Linked DNA regions of Dromaius novaehollandiae: region 2 is linked to region 1. A link is a contact called in public Hi-C data. All regions are on one chromosome and are shown on one strand. Each heading gives the region's core, a stretch centred on a gene start, on an enhancer-like site or on the middle of the called end of the contact. The rest is flanking DNA. Distances are from core to core; before and after follow the strand shown.

What was found. Hi-C and Micro-C count contacts between places; a contact is called where the count stands out from the background.
Region 2: a Hi-C map of brain shows a contact between it and region 1, with 3 times the contacts expected there. The contact joins the promoter of PRODH here to the promoter of LOC135323537 in region 1. A contact is called at or near these places in 2 of 4 Hi-C or Micro-C datasets (brain and ovary).

What each region holds. Positions count from the first base shown.
Region 1 is chr17:16,114,214-16,117,169 of bDroNov1.hap1, forward strand. It overlaps LOC135323537 (caspase recruitment domain-containing protein 8-like), which reads right to left and starts at 1,530. Exons shown (of 7, transcript XM_064522361.1): 1 at 1,063-1,530; 2 at 757-977. The coding sequence starts at 1,232. LOC112987152 (polyubiquitin-like) reads right to left here. Exons shown (of 4, transcript XM_026106894.2): 3 at 2,678-2,742; 4 at 1,526-2,276. The coding sequence ends at 2,079.
Region 2 is chr17:16,342,147-16,344,846 of bDroNov1.hap1, forward strand. PRODH (proline dehydrogenase 1) reads right to left here and starts at 1,379. Exons shown (of 14, transcript XM_026106897.2): 1 at 1,036-1,379; 2 at 751-959. The coding sequence starts at 1,335.

The DNA.
Region 1 (2,956 bases), core at 280-2,779:
GCTCCTCATGTTCACTGTTCGCCTGGGTGAAAACTGACGATTTAATTCCACTTACGGTTCCGTCCAGACCAGTTCTGTTCTATTGCAGTTATACACCTCACACTGAGATAGTCCAGCCTGTGGACTGAAGAAGGTGACTAGTTCTTGTCACAGTGGAGGAGAGCAAGGATGATAGTTGCCCTTGGCCATCTACTGCCATAATAGACACAAAGGACTGAGAAGGTCTCTGAGAGAGACTCAGAGGCTTGATCTGCAGCTGAGTTGGGGTAATCCCTGTGGGTTATCACAGTAGCTGGGAGAAGAGGGGTAAGTGTTCAGGAGGGAATGGGAAAAAGGACAAGAGCAAAAGGGAATGGGGAGGAGAAGTAGAAGATGTGAGAACAAAGCAGGAGCTGGGACTGTGGTGCCAGGGAAGGGACCACTGCAAAGGTTTAGTAAAAAGTGACTGAAGATTAACAAATGGTTGAAGAACAGCAAAGCAAAGTTGGGGAATACAAGGCAGTACAGAGGGCCTCTGAGAGAAAGAAGAATTTGGTCCTAAACCTGTCTGGAGAGGTCCTAGGGCATCTCCCTGAGGAGCCATCTTTCTATATCACTGCATTGGGCAGGCCGCTTTCAGAGCAGATGCTGGAGGAGTCCCATGGGAGAGGGGACAGGAGAACTGCAGAAGGCCTGAGAGAAGCTGGTCTGGGAGAATTGCTGTGGCTGAGAGGAACGGAGTGAGTTGAAGGAAGCACATCCCCACAGCTGCTCTACCTGCTAGGCACACAAAGTGGGGGAGATGCACAGCACCCACGGCTCCAGGCTGCACCTCGATGTTGAACAAGGGTCCGGCGACCACCCATTCCTCCTGGGCAGCTGCACTCAGATGCCTGTTCCAGGAGGCATATCTGTACTGGATGGTCACTGCCGTGTTCACCTCAAAGGCAAGGCCTGTCACAGAGCACTGGAAGGACCCTGCTCGAGGAAAGTGAACTCTGCAAACAGGAGGGGAGAACAGGGTTATGCCATGCATGACTGGGGCTGTGGGAAGGTGTTTCTGCTTTGCGCAAGAGCTCCTACCGATAACAGGTATGGTCCTTTGGAGAGCTTTGGATCTTCTCTGGTGTCACTTTTGGAAGGGCCTGTAATACAAGTGATGCTAGTTTGGGATTGAATGGGATGTTGCACACTGGATATTTCTTATAGGAGGGGGTGCTGGGAACTGCAAAGTGTGATGCAGCTTGGCCCATGGGCTCGGAGCCTCGCAAGCAGCAGCAGGAGCAAAAACACCTCTGCCATAGTGATGTTATTTCTCTGCCTCTTCACTATCCAGAATAGATTTTGTGTCAAGTATACCATATTGTTTTTACCCCTTCAAAACAAGGGACTGCAGAAGCTTCTATCTGGTGCCGAGAAAGGCATCACCATTGTCAGTGAAGAGGTTGCAAAAATCATTGACTAGCAACTCATCTCCCCTAGGATCTGAAACAAGCACTGGGCATGTCTGAGGCACATAGGCTATGCGCTAATGTACAGGCTCACGAGCCCTTTAAAGGGGATACCCATTGCTATGATAAAGGCAAGGTGTGCAAGAGAAATCCTGTGCACAAGCCACTGCAAGGAGGACTAAACACTGCTGTCAGCAACAGAACACGCTTAGGGATGGGAAGACACCAATTTTCCCCCCATGCATCAATAGGAAGGATAATGAGTGGATATGCAAAGCAGTTCCTATAGCCCCACAACTACGTTTTTACACACAGATTTTTAAGTTGTATTTTGCAAACAAGGGAATTCCAGATAGCAACTTTTCTTTTTTCTTGAGAGAAAAAATTTTGTTGGCTGCTGTCTTGCTCATGAGTAAATCCTGGGCTACTCCTTTTCTGCCATAGTTTATCAGCAGAGAGAAAACAATGGCCATAGACAGACAAAATATTTAGCAGAGAAAATAAATTCTGGATGTAAGTGAGTGGAAATTGTCTTTTGACTGATGAACTTGAAAACTGGGACAATGCATGCTGAGTTAGCATAACAAAAGGGATTGGATACTTCTGCAGGCTGAAGAATTACAGTGAATAACAGGTTATGAAGGTATATTAAACTTCCCACATTACTGTTGAGGTCAGCCCCAGTCTTACTGCTGCGCCACTTTCTTTGAGTGAGACAGTGCCTTGCAAGGAATGGTAAAGCTGGCACTTACGGCATGGCTGTGGCTGGAGAGCCCTTACCTCCCTCACACAGTGCGGGCAGCTTTCCTCTGGTGAAGAGTCCAGCTGCAGCTCTTTCGTGCTTTCCTAGGGAGGAGAACGTAGTGGAAACCACTTTTAAGGAGGCACAAGATAAGGCTTCTGACAACATCAGCAACATCATGCGTGGTGCTGACGCTGATAGCCATTCCTCCAGGGAGGCAACAGGCTAGCGTTAAAGAGTTGTGCCAGTCTGATCTGTCCTCAGAGTCAGGTCCCTTTACTGGCCCTGAGGGCAGCCTGGATCAGCTCCTGCCACCAAACACAGTGCTGTGGTAGCAATGGGCAGTGAGGGACCCCACTGTCCCCAGTGATGGCTGTGAACCTGCCACATGAGGGCTCCCATGGCATGGCCCAGAGTGCTGCAGTCATGCTGGCCTCCTCCCCAGCCCCAGGGTCCTCTTCACTAGTGTCCCAGGCCTCAGGCTTCATTTCTCGCAACACCTCACCTCTGCATTCCCTGAGGCATCGTCTGTCAGAGGTCCAGGAAGGACCGTTTTTTCTGCTGCTATGCCTGGAACAAGAGGAAGATCATTGTAATTTTTGGTCCATGTTCTAGAGAAGAAGCTGTCACAAGGACAGGCTTCACCCAACCTTGCCTATCCTATTAGCAGCACAGGTCCCCTCCCGTAACACCACATGCTCCTACATTTACCACAGCATCCACATCCTTCTCATGGGCTGTGGTAGTGACGTAGTTATCACCTTGCAGCAAATCGGGGTCCCTG
Region 2 (2,700 bases), core at 129-2,628, 230 kb after region 1:
GACATGCAGCACGCAGGATGCTGAGTGGAGCTGCTTGCAGATGGGACCCATCCTGCTCCAGCATCACTCCCTCCTGCGCCCGTGGCCGGTCCGCAGCATGGGAACCGCCACCAGCCGCCTCGGCGCCAGGGCGGCCACGCAGCGCGCCTGCCAGCGGCCCACGCATCGCCCCGACGGGAGCTCGGCGACGAGGGGCCCGGCGGGAACCGCAGCTCCGAGCGGGGAGCTACTGGCGGCTGGGGCCGGCGGAGGGCAGGAGCGCGGGGCAGAGCGCGTGCGGGGGCGGGCGACCCCCGGGGCCGGGCGTCAGCGGGGGCAGCGCCGCGGCCGGGGCACAGAGCAGGGCGGGGAAGGGGCAGCGCCCCGCCACGGGCGATTGGGGGGGCGGTGCCGTGCCAGAATCGCCCACGGGAGGCGAGGCCGTGACGCACGGCGGTCCGTGCGCCGCAGCCAATGGGAGCGGGGGGCTGGGCGCGGGCAGCCAATGGGAGCCCGGCCAAAGCGGGCGGCGGGCGCAGCACGCGGTGCTCCTCCCCCTCCCGCCGCCCCGCCGGCGCTGCCCACGCGGGAGCGCGGCGCGGCCGGTGCCCTCGGGGGGAGGCACCGCCCGCGGCTCCCGGCTCGGCGGCAGCTCCGGCTCCAGCACCGGCCCCTCCGGGCCGCTCCCCGCCGCCTCGGCCCGCAGCTCCGGGGGGAGCCGCGGCACGGAGCCCCGACGGCGCCATCGGGGCCCGCCGGCACCGCACTTACTCCAGCTCCTTCTGCTCGGCCTCCTCGGCCGTCAGGTCCTCCTCCACGCTGTAGTCCAGCACGGCGCCCACGCCGAAGGCCTGGTTCCGCCTGATGAGGGGCTTGATGGCCTCCTGGTCCTCCCCGGCCACGAACTGCCCGTAGAAGGTCATCTTCATCAGCCGCTCGAAGAGCGGCTGCCCCAGCACCCGCCTGGCCAGCAGCAGCAGCTAGGGCACAGCGGAGGTCAGCGCGCCGCCGTCTCCCCCCCCCGCCCGCCGCCCCCCCCCGGCGCGGCGCCCCCACCTCGCGGTTGCGCTCCACCAGCGGCCCCACGGCGCACAGCCCCAGCACCACCAGCCCGCGCAGCAGCTCGGCGTTGCTCTTGCTGCGGAAAGCCTCGCGGGGGTCCCCGAAGTCCACGGCGGGCGGCGGCGGCAGCGGCCGGGCGGCGCCCCGCGGAGGCAGTGCCGGGGCCGGCGGGGCCCCCCGCTCCGCGGGCTGCGGCGGGCGGGGCGCGGCGGCGGGCGAGGAGCGCGGGCGGCGCGGGGCGCCCAGGCGGGCGGCGGCTGCGGGCAGCGCCCAGGCCCCGTTCCGCAGCGCCATGGGGCACGGGAGAGCCGCCCGCCCGCGCCGCCGCCTTAAGTACCCGCCCGGCCCCCGCCCCCGCGGCCGGCACCGCCCCGTGGGGCCTCCCCGCCGCCCCGCCCCGCGACCGCGGCCCCGGCGGCGTGTCCCGCACCGGCGGGGCTGCCACGGGCGAGACGCAGCCGTGAGCCGTCGCTGACCCCCCCGCGCCGCCGGGGAGGGTTTGGGCGCCTCCCCTGCCCCGCTGCCGGCTGCGCCCGCGACTCTCGGCGCGGGGAGCGGGGAGCAGATACCTCCCTCCCTTTCTTCAGCACCTTTTTATAGCTGCGGGTCCTGCAGCCGTGCCCCCTCCTCAGTCCCTGCTTCCGCAGCCCCAGCTCTCGCCTTCCCTGGAAGATCAAGTTGGGCAGATGCGCGGCTGCACTGAACCTCCTCATTCTGGCTCCTCAGTGACATCTTGTGCCTAGCAATGCTCATCGCAGCCGGCGTTTGCGAGGCAGGACGAGAGCGGACAGTGCAGCAGACCTGCAGGTGTTTGCTTGGTCTGAAAACCACGCTTTCGCTGGGCTGGAGCAGCAAGAGAAAGACTTCCTTTGGAGGGGGCTTCTTAAGTTTTGATGCAAAGCGGTTTTCCAAAACATCCCCCAGTCCACCAAGATCTAAGCATTTTAAGTTTTGCCTAGTATCAATGACGTATAGTTACCATAAGGCTAGCAGAACAGGAACAATTACAGTAAATAGTGTTTCCTCCACACCGTGGCAGTGACATTCCTGCAGTTCCCCCAGCTGTAATTAACAGTGAAATCACGGAGGTTCCCTGAGCTCATTTGCAAGGCTTCTTTTCAGTATGTCCCATGCTTCCCTCGAGTCAGCCAGAGAAAAGGCTGAGAAACAAATAATGGCATTGCCACCCATAAAAGACCTGCGTAAAAAGTCAATAATCGAAAAGCATCCATTTCTTTAAAAATATTTCCTGCCCTGCGTTAACCCTTTCATGCTATTCACAGTGAACTAATTCATTTGAAGTCCCTTACTGCGATGAGGTTGAGCGCATGGAGTCTCAGGCAGCAGTGTGCACTCCTGTTAAAGAGAGGGGAAAAAAAAAAGTTAAAATTATGCAGAGTTGCGTTAAAGCTTAAGGAGCAGATGTTACAGCTGCAGTCATTTTAGAATTATGACATGTAGTCAACCTGAACTTTTGCTCCTTTTCTAGCTTCAGTGCTGCTGCTGGCAGGTCTAGCTGTAACTCCCTGTTTCTGTTAGAACAGCAGCCACAACCAGACCTCACTGTTGCTGGAGGGGAGCTTGTTTCTCATCAAGGCATCATGGAGAAAATTCCCTTGGAAGGATCTAACGGGATCAGCTCACCTGAGTCATCCCTGG